2 separate regions of the Oryctolagus cuniculus genome follow, and region 1 is linked to region 2. The links are chromatin contacts, called in public Hi-C maps. All regions are on one chromosome and are shown on one strand. The core of a region is the stretch at or near the end of the contact, and the rest is flanking DNA. Distances in the headings are between cores, read along the strand shown.

The links. Hi-C and Micro-C count contacts between places; a contact is called where the count stands out from the background.
Region 1: a Hi-C map of an unstated tissue shows a contact between it and region 2, with 6 times the contacts expected there. The contact joins the promoter of CCNY here to the enhancer-like site in region 2. A contact is called at or near these places in 2 of 6 Hi-C or Micro-C datasets (skin fibroblasts and an unstated tissue).

What each region holds. Positions count from the first base shown.
Region 1 is chr13:107,312,773-107,317,159 of mOryCun1.1, reverse strand. It overlaps CCNY (cyclin Y), which reads left to right and starts at 1,887. Exons shown (of 11, transcript XM_008274717.4): 1 at 1,887-2,041.
Region 2 is chr13:107,192,134-107,197,044 of mOryCun1.1, reverse strand. CCNY (cyclin Y) reads left to right here. Exons shown (of 11, transcript XM_008274717.4): 5 at 4,462-4,562. LOC108178936 (a long non-coding RNA gene) reads right to left here. Exons shown (of 2, transcript XR_007914475.2): 2 at 1-3,112. Among named protein-coding and RNA genes, the nearest start is that of GJD4, 28 kb to the right of the region's middle. Within about 2 kb of position 2,759, at least 1 of the 8 cell types and tissues checked has an H3K27ac peak or open chromatin away from gene starts, as enhancers often do.

The DNA of each region.
Region 1 (4,387 bases), core at 638-3,137, 120 kb before region 2:
TGGGGCAGCCAGGACTCCAGCTGGCACCCAGATGGGATGCCGTGTTGCGGGCTGCTCACCTGCTGTGCCACAGCTCTGGCCCACTGTAACTCTCTGAGGAGGCACCATAGTGGTTTCCATCGAGGCTGCAGCCTTTTACACTCCCACTAACAATGCATGTTTCTAACTCTCGAGTGTCCTGGTCTCGTGGCCTTGTGTGGACTGGAAGCGGTCCGTAGGTAAAATAATAGCACCAAGTGTCATCTGGCAACCTAACCCTGGGGACAAGAACTCTGAGAGCGAAAAGTCCGCCCTGGGTCATCGCAACATCCAACAATCCGTGATGCTGTGGACTCCCATTGGTTCCTTTCTGTGTAGAGAAACCGGCACCCATGCCCGTGCCAGGAGGCTGGCCATCCACTCTGTTACATCAGCGTGGCCGTGCTGAGCTCTATCGTTTCAAAAACTTAAGGAGTTCCATCAGACGTGGTGAGATTTTTCTCAGGACTGGTCTTTCAGTAGGTTATTTTTGTTACCCAGAAGTCTGTGGGGGGCTCCCTTCCCTGTCAATGCCACCTTAGGATGCGTTTCCGTATATCATAGAGAACATGAACGTCTTCCTAGGGAGTGATGTTGCAGGGACAGACACTGAACTGAAAACTGTATGTTTACAGAATGGTGTTTAGCAAGAGAGAGGGCATCCTAGCTGGGGCTGAACCACGAGGCCAGGCACCCACCCATGTCCGAGAACCTGGGTCTGACGCCGGCTCTGGCTCCTGACCCCGGCTTCCCGCCGATGCAGAGACCCCGGGGGCAGCAGTGGGGGGGGTCCACTCACGTGGGAGACCTGGAGGGTGCTCCCTGCTCCCGACTTGCACCCCAGTCTAGCCCAGACATCGTGGGCAGAAGGCAGTGGACCAGTGAATGGGTGATCCTTGTCTGCCTCACTTTTTCTCTTAAGTCCAAAAATTAATAGAAAAAAATGGTTTTAAAAAGAAAAGAGGGGGTTTGCATTGTGGTGTAAGGTACCACCTGGGCACCAAATGGTGTCCAGGCTGCTCTACTCTGACACAGCTCCCTGCTGATGGCCTGAGAAAGCAGCAGAAGATGGCCAAGTGCTTGGGCCCCTGCTGCTCACGTGGGAGACCCGGATGAAGACCACAGCTCCTGCCTGGCCCAGCCGTGGCTGTTGCAGCCATTTTGGGCGTGAACCAGCAGATGGAAGATCTCCCTGTAGCTCTGTCTCTCCCTCTCTCTGTGCCTTTTCCTTTCAAATAAAATAAGTTTTTTTTTTTTTTTTTTTTTTGACAAGCAGAGTGGACAGTGAGAGAGAGACAGAAAGGTCTTCCTTTTCCATTGGTTCATCCCCCAGTGGCCGCTGCAGCCAGCGTGCTGTGGCAGATCCGCACTGATCCGAAGGCAGGAGCCAGGTACTTCTCCTGGTCTCCCATGGGGTGCAGGGCCCAAGCATTTGGGCCATCCTCTACTGCACTCCCGGGCCACAGCAGAGAGCTGGACTGGAAGAGGAGCAACAGGGACAGAATTTGGCACCCCAACCGGGACTAGAACCCGTGGTGCCGGCGCTGCAGGCGGAGGATTAGCCTAGTGAGCTGTGGCCCTGGCCAAAATAAGTCTTTTTTAAAAAGAAAAGAAAATAGGGAAACGAATTACCTAGGAAGAGCCCTGTGGAGTTGGCAGTTAGGCACCTATGAAGTAGGACATTTGGGGGAGAGGCTGGGAGCCAGGATTTGGGAGTGCTGGGCTGTCCCTGTGGTCTATGGAAGTGACAAGTCTGATGACTGGCTACCTTTTGGGGCCACTGCATTACATACAGAGTTCTGGGAATCTGAGAGCAGTTAGAGGTGACACAGGCCCGAGGAGGGTCATGACAGGGCGATGACACACAAGGGGCATTGTGACAGTGTCGAGGGCTCTGGCTGGGAGGGATGGGAGGCAGGGAGAGACGTGTGCCCTGTCCTGGGCCAGAGCCCCTGTGAACACCACACTGGTCCCCGGCTGGCTGGCGGACTCGTCCAGGGAGAGCGTGGGCAGAGACATGGAGGTGAGCTCTGGAGGGAGGGGCCGAGGGCGCTGCAGGAAGTAGGAGTCACTTCCCTGGGGGTTCGGCAGCAGACTGGAGCCGAGGGGGCATGGAAGGCTCTGGTATTGGACTTGAGGGTAAGCCAGGGATAAATCAAAAACGGCAGAGCCACTGGTGGGGGTGGGGACCTCAGCAGAGGGGAGGTATCGCTTCACGTCCAGTGCTGCCACGCCCACCCTGCCTTTGTAAGTCAGGTGGCTCCTGTGTCAGTGAGCCCCAGTCTCGTCTGGTCATAGCGACATCAGGACCACACCTGGCACCAGGCCCCACTGCTGCCGAGGGAGCCTCGATCTGCAGTTTTCCAAAGCTACAGCTCATTTTTCTTCCAAGGAAAAGATTTTGCTGCTTCTTCTTTTTTTTTTTTTTTTTTGGACAGGCAGAGTTAGACAGTGAAAGAGAGAGACAGAGAGAAAGGTCTTCCTTCCATTGGTTCACCCCCCAAATGGCCACTACGGCTGGTGCTGTGCTGCTCTGAAGCCAGGAGCCAGGTGCTTCTCCTGGTCTCCCATGCGGGTGCAGGGCCCAAGCACCTGGGCCATCCTCCACTGCACTCCTGAGTCACAGCAGAGAGCTGGCCTGGAAGAGGAGTGACCGGGACAGAATCTGGTGCCCCAGCCGGGAGTAGAACCCGGGGTGCCGGCACCGCAGGTGGAGGATTAGCCTAGTGAGCCACGGCGCCGGCCAAAAAAAGCCACTTCTAGTTACTTAGAAACAAAACAGTTCAGTGCACTTCTGTGTTCTGAAATGCTCTGCACGTGTGTTTAGGACGTTTAACAAGGATTAGGAGGGTATCCAAGTGGGAGGGGCTGGCTCCCGCCTGCCATTCACCTCCAGCACTTGGGAGGTGACCTTGGAGCTCTAAGAAAGTCCCACTGTGTTCTGAAGTGAAGGACGGGGACGGCATCCGCGTCTCCCACGACACACAGGTGCACGTGTGCCAGAAGGGGCCGTTCCTGAGCCTCGCCTAGAACCGCCAGGGACGGGCTTGGAGAAGGAAGTGTGGGGACCACAGCTGAACACGTCTCCAGGCCACGCTGTCCCTGCGCCAGAGGGCTGAGGTGTCCGCCACCCCCTGCCCCCAGTCTGCTGGGCAGAGCCTCCTCCCGTCCCTCCATCACGCCCATGGCCACGGGATGAGAAGGGTTTCCAAGAACTGCTTTTAAAAAATGACTTATTTATTTGAAAGAAAGAGAGAAAGATGGAGAGAGCTTTTCCATCCACTGGTTCACCCTGTGAAATGCCTTCAACGGCCAGGGTTGCGCCAGGAGACCGGAACTCAATCCAGGTCTCCATGTGGGTGACAGGGACCCAAGTACTTAATGCTGCCACCCAGTGCCTGCAGGTTGCCCATCGCAGGGAGACGGATTGGAAGCAGAACTGGGACTCAAGCCCAGGCACTCTGCTATGCCACCTGACGTAGCAGACGGCAGACGGCAGCCCCACAGTGGATGTCCTGACACATCTTGAAGTGACAGATCTACGTCAGGAAATGAAGATAGATCTGGGAGGGGTGGGCTCTCTGCCCAGTCCCAGCTGCTCCAATACTGGGACCTTGGATAGAAAACAACATGGCCTCAGCATTGTAACTTAAGACTATTTTCATAATGCTACAAATACCCAAGCAAATAGAATACCCAACTTCTGTGCAGACAAATTTTTTTTTCCCCCACAGGAGTGGACAGTGAGAGAGAAAGAGACAGAGAGAAAGGTCTTTCTTTGCCGTTGGTTCACCCTCCAATGGCCGCCGCGGCCAGCGCACCGCGCTGATCCGAAGGCAGGAGCCAGGTACTTCTCCTGGTCTCCCATGGGGTGCAGGGCCCAAGCACTTGGGCCATCCTCCACTGCACTCCTGGGCCACAGCAGAGAGCTGGCCTGGAAGAGGGGCAACCGGGACAGAATCCGGCGCCCCGACCGGGACTAGAACCCGGTGTGCCGGCGCCGCAGGCGGAGGATTAGCCTAGTGAGCCGCGGTGCCGGCCTGCAGATAAATCTTACTGATATCTGAATACAAAACAAGATGTACAAGTGAAACGCAAACAAAACTATGTCGCTAATAAAAATCCCCACTGGCAACACCGACGACAGACAGGTGGTGGCGCTGTTGTTGGGCTTACGGTGGAAAGACGCAGCTTTGGGTCCACTGCTACTTTTTGTTAACACGACTGCAGACATGGCTGTGTGTGCTAAATCAGGATAATCAGATTTCATGCTTAACTGGACTTCCCCTAGCAAGCAATGCTCCAATACCACTTTTTTTAATGTATTTATTTATCTGAAAGAATCACAAAGAGAGAGAGAGGGAGAGAG
Region 2 (4,911 bases), core at 1,510-4,009:
TGTGTGCATGGTGTGCATGGCTTTTTTGTTTTGAAAAGCTTTCAACTTGTCAAAGCAGTTGTACTAATACAGAAAACTCTGACCTACTCCTTACTCAGACTCACCGCTTTTTTTTTTTTTTAAGATTTATTTTATTTGTTTGAAAGACAGAGTTACAGAGAGAGGTAGAGACAGAGAGAGAGGTCTTCCATCCACTGGTTCACTCCTCAGATGGCTGCAACAGCTGGAGCTGCATGGATCCAAAACCAGGAGCCAGGAGCTTCTTCTAGGTCTCCCATGTGGGTGCAGGGGCCCAAGGACTTGGGCCATCTTCCACTGCTTTTCCAGGCCACCGCAGAGAGCTGGATCAGAAGTAGAACAGCCAGGACTAGAACCGGCGCCCATACAGGAGGCCGGCGCTTCAGGCCAGGGCGTTAACCCGCTGTGCTACAGCGCCGGCCCCAGACTCACCGCTTTTAAACCAGTGACCATCACTGTCTCTTGTGACCCTCTGACCAGCAGCCTGTGTTAATTCTCCTGGCTCATCTGGGAGGTGGTGGCTCCGCCATGTCCTTGTGTATTTCCGGAGGCCACGGCTGTTCTCTGTCACCACAGCAGTGTCGTCAGAATTGGGATTCTCCATTGGTTAGAGTTCTTTTTGGCTAGCTGGCCTGCCTTCACGGTGTGATGGGACCCCAGACACAGGCCTCCGTGGGCCCTGCCCTCTGCCACGGCTGCAGGCCAGGGCCGCCCTGGCATTCTCTAGGGGCGCCGTGGCATCCTGCCGTCTGGAGCAGGTCCCCGCCTTCCTCTGTCTTCCGTGTCACAGACACTGGTGCAGAACTCGGGGCCATTTGTGTCTGCAACAGGACCCCCCACCCCCACCCCGGCTCACCCACGGGACTCAGGGAGCGCTCGCCACAGAACCAGCTGGGGCCTGCTCCTGCCCTTCCAGGGCCTGCAGGCGAGGCCCTGGGTCGCTGGAGTTGACTCTGATGGTCAGGAAGCGGCTGTCTGGATTCCCCCCCGTGCGAGCACCGAGTGGGCAGACACTTTCCTGCTGACTTGGTTATGTATGTGAGAGGTTTACAGGGAGAGAGGGGAAGCACACGCAGGCACGGGCACTCCCATCCTCTGGTCCTTTGCCGCAGACGCTGTCTGACCACGTGGATGCGCTGCTCTGCTCCCCAGCCCGAGTTAGTGTGTGCTGTCCACGCTCCTCACAGCCCATCTGTGTCGCCATCCCTCGGCCCCCCACTCCCCCACACTTGTAGGTTGCCGTTCTCCTGCGGGGTAGGGCTGCCTTCGTCCGTCCATCCATCTTCCGTGTACACCTGCGGCTTCCGTTGTTTTGGGGAGACACAGCTCACCCCCATTCTCCATCATTTGAATGCTTGCCTTGTCCTGGATTTGGCCAGTCACACACTTCGGGGGCCCCGTGCCCTGTGACACGCCCTCATTCTGTTTGTTTTGGGGACTCCTTCGCTTTTTGGCATCAGCCATTCCTCCAGGAGCCCTGCTTCCTTCTAGAGCAGACAGCCCGGGGGCTGAGGTCAGTCGCCACGGGGGTGGCCCTGCATCCAGGCCGTCCGCAGGGTGGCTGGGACCACGTTGCAGAACTCAGAACCCTGACACCCTTGGTTCCCCTTCCAGTCTCCCGTGAGGTTTTGGTTTCTGGACTTTGGTCTTTGGCTTTTGCCATATATATTTTTTAAAAGACAACTTTATTGATATCTAATTTACATGCCATAAAATTTTGTGGGTTTGGTGCACTCCCAGAGTGCTGTGCCCCTCACCAGGGTCTGCATGAGCACACACTGGTCTCCCAGGGTCTGTGAGCACACACTGGTCTCCCAGGGTCTGTGTGAGCACACACTGGTCTCCCAGGGTCTGTGTGAGCACACACTGGTCTCACAGGGTCTGTGAGCACACACTGGTCTCCCAGGGTCTGTGTGAGCACACACTGGTCTCCCAGGGTCTGTGTGAGCACACACTCGTCTCCCAGGGTCTGTGTGAGCACACACTCGTCTCCCGGGGTCTGTGAGCACACACTCGTCTCCCGGGGTCTGTGAGCACACACTGGTCTCCCAGGGTCTGTGAGCACACACTCATCTCTCAGGGTCTGTGTGAGCACACACTGGTCTCCCAGGGTCTGTGAGCACACACTCATCTCCCAGGGTCTGTGCTCACACACTCGTCTCCCAGGGTCTGTGCTAGCACACTCGTCTCCCCAGGAAGAAGCCCAGGCCCAGGAGCTGTCGCCTCCTGTTCTCTACCCGTCCTGCGCCACTCTGTCTCCGTGCATTTGTCTGTTAGGAGGGCGCTCACCGGCAGGTGGTCTTCGTGAGTGACGTCCTCCTTGTAGTTCGCCAAGTAGCAGCACGAGCCAGACCTCCTTCCTTAGGTCGCGCCTCACCCTACTCCTGCGCTCATCACCGAGGGGCGCTGGCTCCCTTCCCCTTCTGGCCATCAAGGAGCCAGACTGCTCTCTGTGCTGTCAGCGGCACAGGTGCGCCCGGCTGCTGGGTACACCGTGGTCCTCCCTCCCTCCGCACACCCAGAACGGGGAGCAGCCTCAGGCCAGGAGCTTCTCTGGTCGCTTGAGCTTCTTGGAGATCTGGGGTTTAGATCTAGAGAATGACGCTCGGCCGTCGCGGTCGGCCTGACGTCCACCCGATGGCTTCACGCCCAGGTGGTGATCAGGGTGTCGGATCCCTGCAGCCAAGAATCCCCGTAGCTTAACACCTGTGGGCCCGGGAGGCTGACGAGGCCTCGCCTTGAGAACTTGGCAGATCAGCCCTTGGTTCTGGGCCGCGCCCCGGGCCAGGCCCCTCGGTGTGGCTGGTTTGTGTTAATCCTGACTCCTGGGGCTGGGCATGCAGCACGGCGCCCCCTGCCGTCCGTGAGCTCCGGGGGTGACCTCTTAGAGGACAAGGGGGCAAGTGCACGCCTGCTCTGCCGCGCCTCGCTTCCCGGCCCAGGAAGCTTTGTTCCCGGCAGTTCCCTTCGCAGTTGAGGTCCGGGTCAGAGGGAGAGTGGAAACCGCCCGGGAAGCACAGGTGGCGTCTCCGACCCTCGGAAGGCTCTCTCAGTCTGGGTGTCGGGTTGATGGCGTGTGCTGAGAGGTGGGCGCCTGTGGGGAGAGGATTTGAGGCTCTTCTAAACGCTTGCCGCCGTGTTGGTGGCTGTTAGATTCTGCGTTTCAGTGTGCCCTGCCTGATCGCAATGCGATTGCCATAAGAGCTGCCGAGAACCGACAGGGATGGTCTTGGAGTGGCGTCCTGAGAGTGCTGCGGCCTGCCACGTTACAACCCACGAGGTGTAACCCCTGCCCCCCCGCCCCTGCCCCCAGCACAAGGCGGCGTCAGGGGGAAGGGAGTGTGCGTTTCCTCCCTCTGGCTGGTTCCTTCCCACCCACGCCTGGGGAGGGAGGCGGGCCGGGGGCTGCGGGGTGCAGCGCCCTCTAGCTGCGCTGTCAGGAACCGGATGCCCGAACGGGAACCAGGATCCCCCAGTGTGTCCCTCTGATTGTTTAGGTACGGAACGCTCACCGCGTGGGAAGTGAGTGACAGCGTCCACACCTTTGCTTAGTGCTCAGCTAGGCCTCGGCGTGTAAATTCAGCACCACCTCCCTTCCTGGCCCTTCCGGGAGGAGTGCTCCGTGCTAACGTTCTCCAGGAGCACAAAACTCGGCCGTGGAGAACAGGCGGGGCTGGGCCCTTGGGGCGGGCTCCTGACAGACACAGCAGGTGGAGCCGCTGTTTGGGATGCCAGCACCCCAGATGGGCTCCGCTTCCCGTCAGCGCCCTGCTAATCCACTCGGGAGGCAGCCTGGGGCCCTGCCCCCTGGACGAAGCTACAGGCTCCTGGTTCAGCCTGGCCCAAACTTGGCCGTTGTGGCCATTTGGGGAGTGAACCACAGATAGCTCTCTCTCTATTTCTGTCTCGCTCTGTGCGCTTTTCAAATAAACGACCAAATCTTTAAAAACAACAGCCTGCACAGTCCCACCACCTAGTGTCACCCAGCGCTCGTAGTTTCTGAAGTGTCAGGTAGTTTTCCTCTCAAACCTGCTTTGTCCCTAACAAAGCAAAGATTCTTCTCCTTCTCTATGACTTCAGCTGCTGAAACCCAGAGCGTCCGGAGAGTCTAACTTAGCGTCGCCTGCACTTTCCGGGCCCCGGCGAGCCGTAGCCCAGGGGCCCACGCGCACGGCAGACCCCTGGATTGACCCCAGGGCACAGGAGCAGGATGCCAGCCAGCCGTGGGCCTCCCTCCTGGGGTGCACGGTGCGCCCTGTGTGTCGCAGGGTCCCCCAGGTGTAGGAGACTCGGGGCTGGGCGGTGCCACGCGAATGTGCGGGGGTCCCTCTTGTGAGTGGAATGTTCCCTGTCGGCGGGGGCCTGCGGTCGGTGCCCAGCAGAGGGGGTGACGGGACGTGGGGCCCTGTGTGACTGTGCTTGTCTTGTTCCCCTGTCTTCCAGCACCCTCCAGGACAAATAGCAAGGAAGTACAGCTCCTGCTCCACTATTTTCCTAGACGATAGCACAGTCAGTCAACCGAACCTCAAGTATACAATTAAATGGTGGGTATGCGGACGCCTTTGCTGCCCCTTCACCTGACGGACAGCCGAGCCGGGGGTGGGGAGGGGCAGCGGGGGTGGGGGTGGGGGTGGGTGGGGAGGGGCAGCGGGAACAGCCGAGCCGGGGTGGGGGTGGGTGGGGAGGGGCAGTGGGAACAGCGGAGCGGGGGGAGGGGCAGCGGGAACAGCTGAGCGGGGGGTGGGGAGGGGCAACGGGAACAGCCGAGTGGGGGGGGGACAGCGGGAACAGCCGAGCCGGGGTGGGGGTGAGGGTGGGTGGGGGTGAGGGTGGGTGGGGAGGGGCAGCGGGAACAGCCGAGCCGGGGTGGGGTTGGGGGGTAGGGGTGGGTGG